Linked DNA regions of Sus scrofa: regions 2 and 3 are each linked to region 1. The links are chromatin contacts, called in public Hi-C and promoter capture Hi-C maps. All regions are on one chromosome and are shown on one strand. Each heading gives the region's core, a stretch centred on a gene start, on an enhancer-like site or on the middle of the called end of the contact. The rest is flanking DNA. Distances are from core to core; before and after follow the strand shown.

Region 1 (3,230 bases), core at 379-2,878:
TTATAGTCTACTAAGAATCCCCTTGGGTCCCAAGAAGGCAGAGCAAGTCAGCCTCTCAACCACACCACCACCTTCCCCACACCTCTTCCCGCAACTGCAACAATACCCACCATCTACGCTGCCCCCTCCACTCTCGCTCTCTCTGAGTCACCTTCCATACTGATGCCAGAATGTTCTTCTCCAACAAAAACTTTATTCATCATTCTCCTACGTAGGTTCCCTTGGCTCCACAGGATTAAGTCCAACCTCCTCAAGAAGGAATACAAAACCTCCTATGAAGTAAGCTGTCTCTCCAGTCCTCCCTCCACCCCCACCACTCTCCTGACTCCGGAGCCTTCGGGAACAACTTTCTTTCACAATGCACTGCCCACCTCCAAACCCCAATTGTGTACTCTGTCTGGAATGATCTTCTCTACTTCATCGGGTCCCCCCTCTACGCACCTTTTAACACCCCGTTCAAGCCATCTCCTCCAGAAAGCCCTGACTTCCCCCAAGTTTCACTCACCCCATGCTGACTCCACTTGTACGTACCTCTACCAGAGCATTTATGACTCTGTACTGTAATTATGTCTGTGTCCAGCAACCTCACTAGACTGTGAGGTCCTTTAGGGAGGGCGGTGTCTTATTCATCTCTGTATCCCTAGTGCCTAGCACATATGGGATGCACAAAGGCCATCTCCAGATCAAAAGGAAATTAACCCGAGATTGGTTATAGGGAATGAGATCTCCGGAAGAGACGCGCCCATCACCTGCAGCGGGCCCCCAGACGACTGGATCTTGTGTTTAGGCATTTCAGAGGCAGGAACATAGAAATCGGACACGGCCGCAGCCAGGTAAAACATCGCAGAAGAGCCTGCAAAGAGAAGCACAGGGGGTAATAAATCGAAGAGGGGTATGAGGCCAGGTCCTTCTCAGCTCAGGCTCCCCCACGGTGAGAGCCCTGGGTAATGAGGGGGTCAGGGGATACGTGTCTAGGGGGGAAAAGGCTCTGCCGCTGGGCATTGGACAGACTCCTAAAGGCACGCACCTAGCGGATTGAGCGCCTGGGCTGCAGCCTGCAGCAGATGCAAATAGTCGGCCAAAGTGGTGAACTCTACGGCCAAGAAGGTGCCGGCAGCCTCAGCCTCCTGGTAGCTCCGCAGAGCCGCAGCGAAGCCCGGAAGCGACTTCTCCTCCGCCTCCAGACTCAGCAGGCCGGGAGGGGCTCGGCCAGAGGGTCGCAACGCCGACAGCCAGGTCTGGGGCGGGAAGCGGTGGGCAAAGGGGAAGGCAGAGCGAGCGCGGTACAGGAACAGGACGCCGTAGCCCGCGGCCAGAAAGGCCTCTGCGGAGGTGGCCCCGCGCCGCCCGCTGCTGAAGTTGTCCAGGAAGCGCACAGGCCGGGCTTCCAGGGGGACCTTGGTGCCACCGGACGTGACCAACACCACCCGCCGCCCCTGCGAGCCCAGCCCGGCGGCGAAGCGAGCCATAACCTCCGCCCAGCGCGTAGCACCGGCGGGCTGGGGGAACTCGGCCACCAGGTCCACGGCCGCCATCGGTCCCGGGCGGCCCCGCGCCTGCGCGAGCTCGGCGGCCCCGGCGCCACGCCCCCTGTCCCGGGACCTGGGCCGCGCGCAGCCGCAATGGCGTGGGGGCGGTGGCCACCGTGCGCTGCGCGCGCGCGCTGCGGCTCTGCGCGTCCGCAAGGGCGTGCAGGCTACGGCCCGCAGCCGGGGACCCCGACCCCAGGCCGCCGCGGGGTCTGGGCTGGGCCGGCAGCCGGCGCGGTCACTGCCCGCCGCGGTGCTGTCCTAGCCGGGGTGGGGAGCCGGCCGTCTGAGCCTTCCCGGGCGCCGTGCAGACGCTCCTGGCCTCGGGCCCCGCCAAATGCGACTGTCCGGCCCCTTCACCTCTGGCCTTGGGGAGAGGGGCAGCTGCTGGCTTTCTCCCCGACCCCGCGGGGCTCCGCGGGCCACGCCCCTCTGCTCGGCCCTGCAACGCGCCGGCGGCGGCGTGTCGCTCACGTGACACCTGCGTCCTGCGCGTCCTTGCCGGGCAACCGGCCTAGAGAGCACGCCGGCCGTCTGCCGCGGCATGGATGTGATCTACCCCCTGGCGGTGCCCAAGGGTCGCAGGCTCTGCTGTGAGGTGTGCGAAGCCCCGGCCGAGCGGGTGTGCGGGGCCTGCACAGTCACATATTACTGGTAGGCCCTGAGACGGGGCCCGGGGCGCCTCCACCCTCCCTCTCCCCCGGTCGCCAGGGTGGGCCTGGGAGCCCCGCGTCCGCCAGGGAACCCTCGAGGCGGCTTGGAGACGGTCCCTAAGAGCTGAGGGCGCGCCCGCCGCCTCTCCCACTCCCTCCTTCGTCCCCAGATGTTTAGTTGAGCACCTGCTGTGCGCCGTGCGCTGCTCCCGGCGCCGACGTTACCGGGGGGATCGCGGGAGACCGCGCCCCTCCCAAATCTGAGGTTCTGACGAGGAAGAGGGCAAAGTCCATCAGCAATCAGAAAACAAGGCGATGTCAGAGTGAGAAATACCAGGAAGACGAAGGGAATGTGATGGGCCTCGTTTAGAGCAGACAGACTATGGAGCTGAAGATAAAGGAGAAAAGCCCGCGAAGGATCTGCTGGAGGAAGAGTGAGGGGCACAGTGAGGCTCGGAGGGAGGGAAGACTTCGCCGTGTTTGAGGAATAGAAAGCAAGCTAGTTTGCTGGTGCACAGCCAAGATGTGTGCTGTGCTGAGGGTAGTACGAGACGAGATCGGTTTTCATTTTTTCAGCAAAACATCTCCAGACCTTTACTTCAGATCGGACCCCGTGTGAGACCCAAGATAAAACAGCCAGGCTGCTGACGTCCCGAAATCTAGTCCAGAGCCTACTAATTTGTATTTAAAAAGTCACTGTAATACAACCCTACCTGCCGTTACTCAGGGAGTACTATTGCCTGGGACCTCTGAGGATGGAAGCGTGGTGACTGGGGTGGGGCAGTATCTAGAAAGGTTTCTCTGAAGGAGTAACACTTGCTGAGCCTTGAAAGGTCAGGGGGAAATTGCTAGGTGAACAAACAATGAAGAAGGAAGGGTAGCAGTTCCCGTCGTGGCTCGGTGGTTAACCAATCCGACTAGGAACCATGAGGTTGCAGGTTCGATCCCTGGCCTTGCTCAGTGGGTTAAGGACCTGGCGTTGCCATGAGCTGTGATGTAGGTTGCAGACGCGGCTCCGACCCCCGTTGCTGTGGCTCTGGCGTAGGCT
Region 2 (3,230 bases), core at 534-3,033, 210 kb before region 1:
CTACAGGAGAATGATGTGACCAATTCATGTACTGGAAAGGATTACCACATCAGAAAGCTGTCAAAAACTCCCCAGGTTACTTTCATGAAACGCTGATTAACTTCCAGTGGTATACAATTAAGTTAAACAAAAGAAGAAGTTGAACTAATAAATACTAAGAGAATTTGCTGGTTAGTTGAGGAAGCTTAAGGTAAGAGTCAGGTATAATCCAGTGTTACAAGTGAACAGAAACAACTAAGCCAAGTCAGGCGTTTGTCTGTTCCACCAACATATACTTAGCAGCTGCTGGGTGTCAGACACCATGCTAGGCCCTGGATGCACCGGCAAACATGAGAAAAAGGTCCCTGCCTTCGTTAAGGTTACAGTCTGATGCAACTATCCTTTAGAATAGGAAGCAAGTTGCATCTGTAATTTTAAATTTTCTAGTGAACATGTTAAAAGTAAAAATTAAGTAAAATCAATCCTAATAATATATTTACCCAATATATCAAAAAACATCATTTCATCATGTAATCAATATAAAAATTGTTAGAGAGATATTTTACATTTCATATGAAGTGTATATTTCATATTCACAGCATCTATCAATTTGAATGCTAAATTTTCATTGGAAAAACTTGATCTGTATTGAGACCATAAAATTTACAGTTGAGTTGATTCGCATACTCAAATTGTTCCAAATACATTTAAAAGTTTCCAAGAATTGAATCAATAACCAGGTTTTCTGTTTGTCTGTTTAGGGTGGCACCCACAGCATATGGAGATTCCCAGGCTAGGGGTCAAATCTGAGCTGTAGCTGCTGGCCTACGCCAGGGCCACAGCAAAGCGGGATCTGAACCTCGGCTGCAACCTACACCTCAGCTCAGGGCAATGCGGGATCCTTAATCCACTGAGCAAGGCCAGGGATTGAACCTGCACCCTCATGGTTCCTAGTCGGATTCGTTAACCACTGAGCCACAACGGGAACTCCGGTGCAAGGCTTTATAGGCCATGAAATATGTATGTGCATTTTGTTCCAAAGACAAGGAAGCACCTTATGGCCAATGAAAGTCGGTGGCAGGCATCCCTCCCAACAAGTGATCAGATGAAACGGACACACAGATGTTCTCCATAAAAGACCCAGATGAAATCGTGAGTATCGGGGTGCTCTGCAAACCTTCCCATCGAGGGAGATAACGGGCCCTCAAGACGCCGCGGAAGGGGTCTTCGGTCTCAGGAGGTCAGAGTTCGAGTCAGGCCACCGACTCGCAATGACCATCAGTTTTCCCCGCGTGCAGAACGGAGATAAGGACAAATGCTACCCCACAGTTTGGCTTGGGGGGGCCAAGCGAGCCCGAAGATGGTCCTTGACGTCCCCGGCCGCGCCTCCTCACCTTCTGCACCTGCTCCGCGAGCGCCACGAGGTCTAAGGGGTCCCCGGCCCGGTGGGTGTGGTAAGGGCTCACCAGGGCCAGGCCGCCGGGGGTCGGGCTGAGCTCCACCAGGGCTCCTGCGACACACACCCAGGAACACAGGCCGTGAGCGCCCGCCCTCGGCCTCCCGCGGGGCCGGGCAGACTCGCTGCTCCGGGCGGGCTTCTTTGCCCCTTCCGACTCCCGCCCCGCCTACCTCCCCGACCTGCCGCCGACTGAACGCCTCGGTTTTCCGTGACCCCCGGAGTCGGCCGGGGCGTCGCAGCGTCTTCCATGGCAGCGCCAGGTCCCAGCCTCCGGCCCCGGCGGCGCAGGGCTGCGGAGCCTGCGCAGAAAGGCCCGTGGGCGGAGCTCCCGCGTCCCGGCCCCTGGGCGTCACGGCCGCCGGGCGCTCGGGGGCGGGGCTCCTGCGGACTCACCGAGGCCCGCAGAGGGGCAGGGTCCAGGCTCGGGGAAGGCGAAGGCCGCGGTGCAAGCCTCCGGGGTGTGAGCTGCAGGGTGGGGAGGCGGGGCTTCCCGCGGGGCGGGGCCTCCCGCGGGGCGGGGCCTCCCGCGGGGCGGGGCGGGGCCTCCCGCGGGGCGGGGCGGGGCGGGGCTTCCCGGGGGTGGGACTCCGGCCTCCCCGGAGGGTGACCCGCGGTCCCGTTAGGTCCGAGGCCGCAATGGCGGCACGCGCGTTGAGGCTGCTGACCATGTTGTGGGTTGTCGCCGCCGCTGCCTCCCGAGCAGAGGCCGAATCCGAGGCGGGATGGGACATGACGGCGCCGGATCTGCTCTTCGCGGAGGGCACCGCGGCCTATGCGCGCGGGGACTGGGCCGGGGTGGTGCTGAGCATGGAGCGGGCGCTGCGCTCGCGGGCCGCCCTGCGCGCCCTCCGCCTGCGCTGCCGCACCCAGTGTGCCGCCGACCTCCCGTGGGAGCTGGAGCCGGACTCTCCCCCAAGCCTGGCGCAGGCCTCGGGCGCCGCCGCCCTGCGGGACCTGCGCTTCTTCGGGGGCTTGCTGCGCCGCGCGGCTTGTCTGCGGCGCTGCCTGGGGCCGTCGGCGGCGCACTCGCTCAGCGAGGAGCTGGAGTTGGAGTTCCGCAAGCGGAGCCCGTACAACTACCTGCAGGTCGCCTACTTCAAGGTGCAGACCCGGCCGGGCCCGGGGAGGCCGGGGTCCTTCCGGGCGTGGCGGGCCAGGGAGAATGGGGGGTGGGGGGAAGTGTCCGCGGAGAGGGACCGTGGCCTCCTGGCCGGGAAGCTCTCCTAGGACCCTGGGAGAGCTGGGACCCTCGCAGGAGACCAGCCTCGGCCGGTCCGCGTAGGCTGATGGTGACCCCAAAGGTCCACCCTGAGGTGAAGGCACAGACCGACCAAAACTTGGCCTTGGGTTCCCTAACAGGCCCTGAGAGGGAACTACAGCGGCAGCTTGGGTCTCTGATCCTGATTTCATTGTAAGTTCCCGAGTGAGAAGCGAGGACCTTTCTACAACATCTTCCTTCCGGTTCGCTTTTCAGTGATGCTTTTCCTGCTGCCCGAGTGCGGAGCTTTCTTTCAGGACCTGAGGTTGCCACGTCGCCAGTAGGGGCTGTCAGGCCCCTCCCTGTGGGGGACCCTCTGGCCGGTTTGTCAGGTTTCCAAAGAAAATTAGCATTTTTAGGAATTCCGGCCTGCAGGGTTTTAAGTCCGAGTGTATGCGTGGATGTGGAGCGCTTCTGATTGCGTGACGATGATGATAGCCAGTGCCTGTTTCCAAGCGCTGCTACGTACGTGGCGTTTATTAATTCATTTGCCCAGATCCTGGCAATATCCTGGGAAGTAGCTGCTGTTATTAG
Region 3 (3,230 bases), core at 380-2,879, 140 kb before region 1:
GCGACAGAGTGGGAGAAGTGGCCGCCGAGAGGGGCCCCAGTCTTCCCGACGTCGGGGTCTGGGCAAGGCCAGGCGACGCTGCGGTCAGCCAGGTCGGACGCGACGTGCACCCGAGGCGTCTCGGCCGGCGCCGATGGGACGGGGAACAAAGGCCGCACCCCCCGGGCGAGGCGCCCCGCGCGCTGTCACACCGCGAAGCGGCCGCTGGCGACCCAGCCACACGAGACGGAGCGGCCCGTCCTCCCAGCGCCCCGTTCCCGGCCCGTTCGGTGGACGGCGAGCATCAGAAGGCGGTGGGCCGGAGCCTCCCGACCCACCGCGGGTCCCCGCTGGCTCCCTGTGCCCCGAGTGGCTCCGAGCCGACAGGCGCAGCCCGCGCGCCCCCAACGCGCTTTGCGCCTTTCAAACAAGCTTTAGCTTAACGTCCAGCTGCCCAGCAAAGGCCACCTCGAGATCAACCAGTCCCTTCCGTCCCCGAGCGAAACCAACCCCCCGAGTGAAAGGCCCGAGGCGGCCGGCCCGCGAGCCTCCAGATGGGGCACCGCATGCGGGAGAAGACGAGGCTTCGGCGGCGGTCAGCTCACCTGTTGATGAAACCATATCCGTTTCTTACATTGAACCATTTTACTGTTCCCAAAACCTTCGTTGCTGCAGGGAAGAAAAAAAGGAAGCCCACGGTTACCAGCCATCCTTGCTGAACCCCGCCACGCTTCAGCACCGGGGGCCCGCGCTCCCCGCGGCGGCCACCTGACGGCCCTTCTCCGCGCGGCCCACGTGGAGGAGCCCGCCGCGGCGGAGGCCCGGGGGCAGGCCCGGAGCGCGGGCCCGAGCTGGGTGTGCGCGGGGGCCGCGGGCGGACGGGCGCGGCGGCGAGCACGTGAGGAGGGAGGCCGCCCGGCCCACTCCGGCCTGCGTAGGCGGCGCGCCGCGCCCTCCGGGCACACGCGGAAGGGAGCGGGTGGGGAACGGAACAACGGCGGGCGAGCTCGAGCGCACGCGGCCGGCAGGCGGGCGCGGAGGGGAGGGACCCCGCCGCACACGCGGTCGGCGGCGCGCGGCCGCCCAAGGGGAGGGGCGCGCGGCCGCGCGGGGTCCGCAGGGGGCGCGGGAGAAGGCGCGCGCGCGCGCAGGCCGGGCACGCGGACCGGGCGGGCCGAGTCCGCGAGGGCGCGGGTGGGGGGCCTGGGGGAGGGGCGTCCGCGCGCCGCCGAGTCGGCCCCCGCCGGCCGCGCGCCCGCCGGCTCGCCCCACTCCGGGTAACGGTTCCGCCGCCAGGCTTCCCTCCTGCCCCACCCCCCCGTCCGCGTCCGGCCCTCACCGATGACCTTCTTGTCCCCGCCGGCAGGCGCCGCCGATGTGAGGCCGCCCGGGCCGCCGCTCCCTGCGCCGCTGCCCGTCGTGCCGGGCTTGGTGTCGGCAGCGCTGAGGGCGGGGGCGGCGGGGGGGCGGCAGGCGGCTGCTGGGTCTCGGCCTCGCTGCTCATGGTTGCGGTGATGGTGACTGGGGCCGGCTGCGGCAGCTGCGGCTCCTCCCGGGGTGTGATGGTAACTAGGCCGGCGGCGGCGGTGGGGCTGCTCAGGGCTCTCTGGGGTCCGCTCTCCGCTCCCGCTACCGATCGAACTAGCGAGAATGGCGGGACGGGCGGGATAAGCCCTGCCATCGACCCGCCCTAAGCATTGCTCACTGGCCAGCACTGCTGTCAATCTCACCACCTGACCCAATCTCCTGGCTCCTATTGGCTAGCTCTCTATCACTTCTCCGTTCTCATTGGCTCTTAGGTGGCTAATTCGGCCGACCTACAGCCGTTCCTGCCTCCGCTGCCGCCATAGAGACCGGAACTAGAATTAGAGTAGAGTCACCACGAGAACCATAGAGTGCCGGAGAAGACGGGCAGAGAGAACGTGACTTTCACGAGGCTGCAGCCGCGGCGGGCGGGCCCAAGTCTGGGGCTGTGGGGTGGCCGAGGGAAAGGCACCGCCGGATGTCTGAGCCCGGATTACCCGGCCTGACCCGGGGGCTTGGAAGGGGGCCCAGCGACACCTTAGCTCCGTACGGAGAGAAGGCCTCCCTCCCAGCCAGCTCCAAATATGGTCCTTGTGACCTCAGCCCTTTACTGCAAATAGAGCGGTTTTTTCTACAACGGCTATGTACTCGCTGCACAGCCGAGGGTTTCTGGAACAGACCTAAACGTATGCACTCAAAGAGCGTCCGTTTACGGGGAAGCAGTCACCTTGGAGGGACCACGCAAGCTCTGTTCTCGGGCAGCCCCTGCTCAGCATAACGAGGGCGCGGGGGGGGGGGTATTCCGCGGGGATCTGCCTTCCGATCTATCAGACCAGGCTTAGGAGGACTGTCTTGTTAGGTATTCACATCTTTTTATATTGGCCACAAATCAAATTTAATTTCAACTCACGTTTACTGAACAAGCTAGGCAGTTTTCTTGGCCGTGTGAAATAGGGATAACTGTCCACGTTTCACAACCGATTTATCATTGAGGCTGCTACGTGATGTGGCTGAAGCCCTCCACCTTGGTTCCTCCTTTATTAAGCGTCTACTCTTTGCTGCTGATGGACTAGTTCGTCAGTCAGTTGCTGCCTTCCTAAATTCAGTCTAGGGATGAAGGCAGAAATTTCAACAACCAGCACTCCGAACACTCCAGCGCTGCAAATGCACAAAGCATCTTGGGAGTGTCGGTAGAAAGAAGGTGCAGTGCAGACTCCAGGCACAGGGAGGTTTATTCAAAGGCCTAGAGGCAAGAAGAGATGGAGTCTGGGAGAAATCAAGTAAAGTAGTCCAGTAAGACCAGAATGAAGACATTGGGCTATAGAGGGAGGCAGGGCGAAATTAGGAATATTCTACTTGAAGCTTAAACTCAGGGCAATAGTGAGAAGGGTAATTTCAGAGTTTTAAGTAGGCAGTGGCATGCTTTTTTCTTTTTCTTTTTGTCTTTTTGCCTTTTCTAGGGCCCCTCCCGTGGCACATGGAGGTTCCCAGGCTAGGGGTCCATTGGGAGCTGTAGCTGCCGGCCTACGCCAGAGCCACAGCAATGCCAGATCGGAGCCACATCTGCAACCTACACCGCAGCTCACGGCAACGCCAGACCCTTAACCCACTGAGCAAGGCCAGGGATCCAACGCGCAACCTCATGGTTCCTAGTCGGATTCGTTAACCACTGCGCCACGACCGGAGCTCCCTTTTTTCGTTTTTGACCGGGGAGTAGAGGATGGGTT

What was found. Promoter capture Hi-C pulls out the DNA fragments that hold promoters and counts their contacts. Hi-C and Micro-C count contacts between places; a contact is called where the count stands out from the background.
Region 2: a promoter capture Hi-C map of liver shows a contact between it and region 1, with 2.6 times the contacts expected there. The contact joins the promoter of C6H1orf50 here to the promoter of PPCS in region 1. A contact is called at or near these places in 2 of 5 promoter capture datasets (fetal skeletal muscle and liver), 1 of 47 Hi-C or Micro-C datasets (heart right ventricle) and 2 of 2 datasets of contacts at active chromatin or transcription factors (alveolar macrophages and skeletal muscle).
Region 3: a contact with region 1 is called in a Hi-C map of liver, with 5 times the contacts expected there. The contact joins the promoter of YBX1 here to the promoter of PPCS in region 1. A contact is called at or near these places in 4 of 47 Hi-C or Micro-C datasets (embryonic fibroblasts, heart right ventricle and liver) and 1 of 2 datasets of contacts at active chromatin or transcription factors (alveolar macrophages).

The regions. Positions count from the first base shown.
Region 1 is chr6:168,875,203-168,878,432 of Sscrofa11.1, forward strand. PPCS (phosphopantothenate--cysteine ligase) reads right to left here and starts at 1,629. Exons shown (of 9, transcript XM_003128101.5): 1 at 1,028-1,629; 2 at 750-853. The coding sequence starts at 1,535. ZMYND12 (zinc finger MYND domain-containing protein 12) reads left to right here and starts at 2,045. Exons shown (of 8, transcript XM_003128102.4): 1 at 2,045-2,183. The coding sequence starts at 2,074.
Region 2 is chr6:168,666,296-168,669,525 of Sscrofa11.1, forward strand. It overlaps C6H1orf50, which reads right to left and starts at 1,784. Exons shown (of 5, transcript XM_003356499.5): 1 at 1,609-1,784; 2 at 1,374-1,489. The coding sequence starts at 1,687. P3H1 (prolyl 3-hydroxylase 1) reads left to right here and starts at 1,980. Exons shown (of 15, transcript XM_021096910.1): 1 at 1,980-2,539. The coding sequence starts at 2,075.
Region 3 is chr6:168,734,846-168,738,075 of Sscrofa11.1, forward strand. It overlaps YBX1 (nuclease-sensitive element-binding protein 1), which reads right to left and starts at 1,630. Exons shown (of 9, transcript XM_021096922.1): 1 at 1,450-1,630; 2 at 1,319-1,447; 3 at 585-648. The coding sequence starts at 1,483.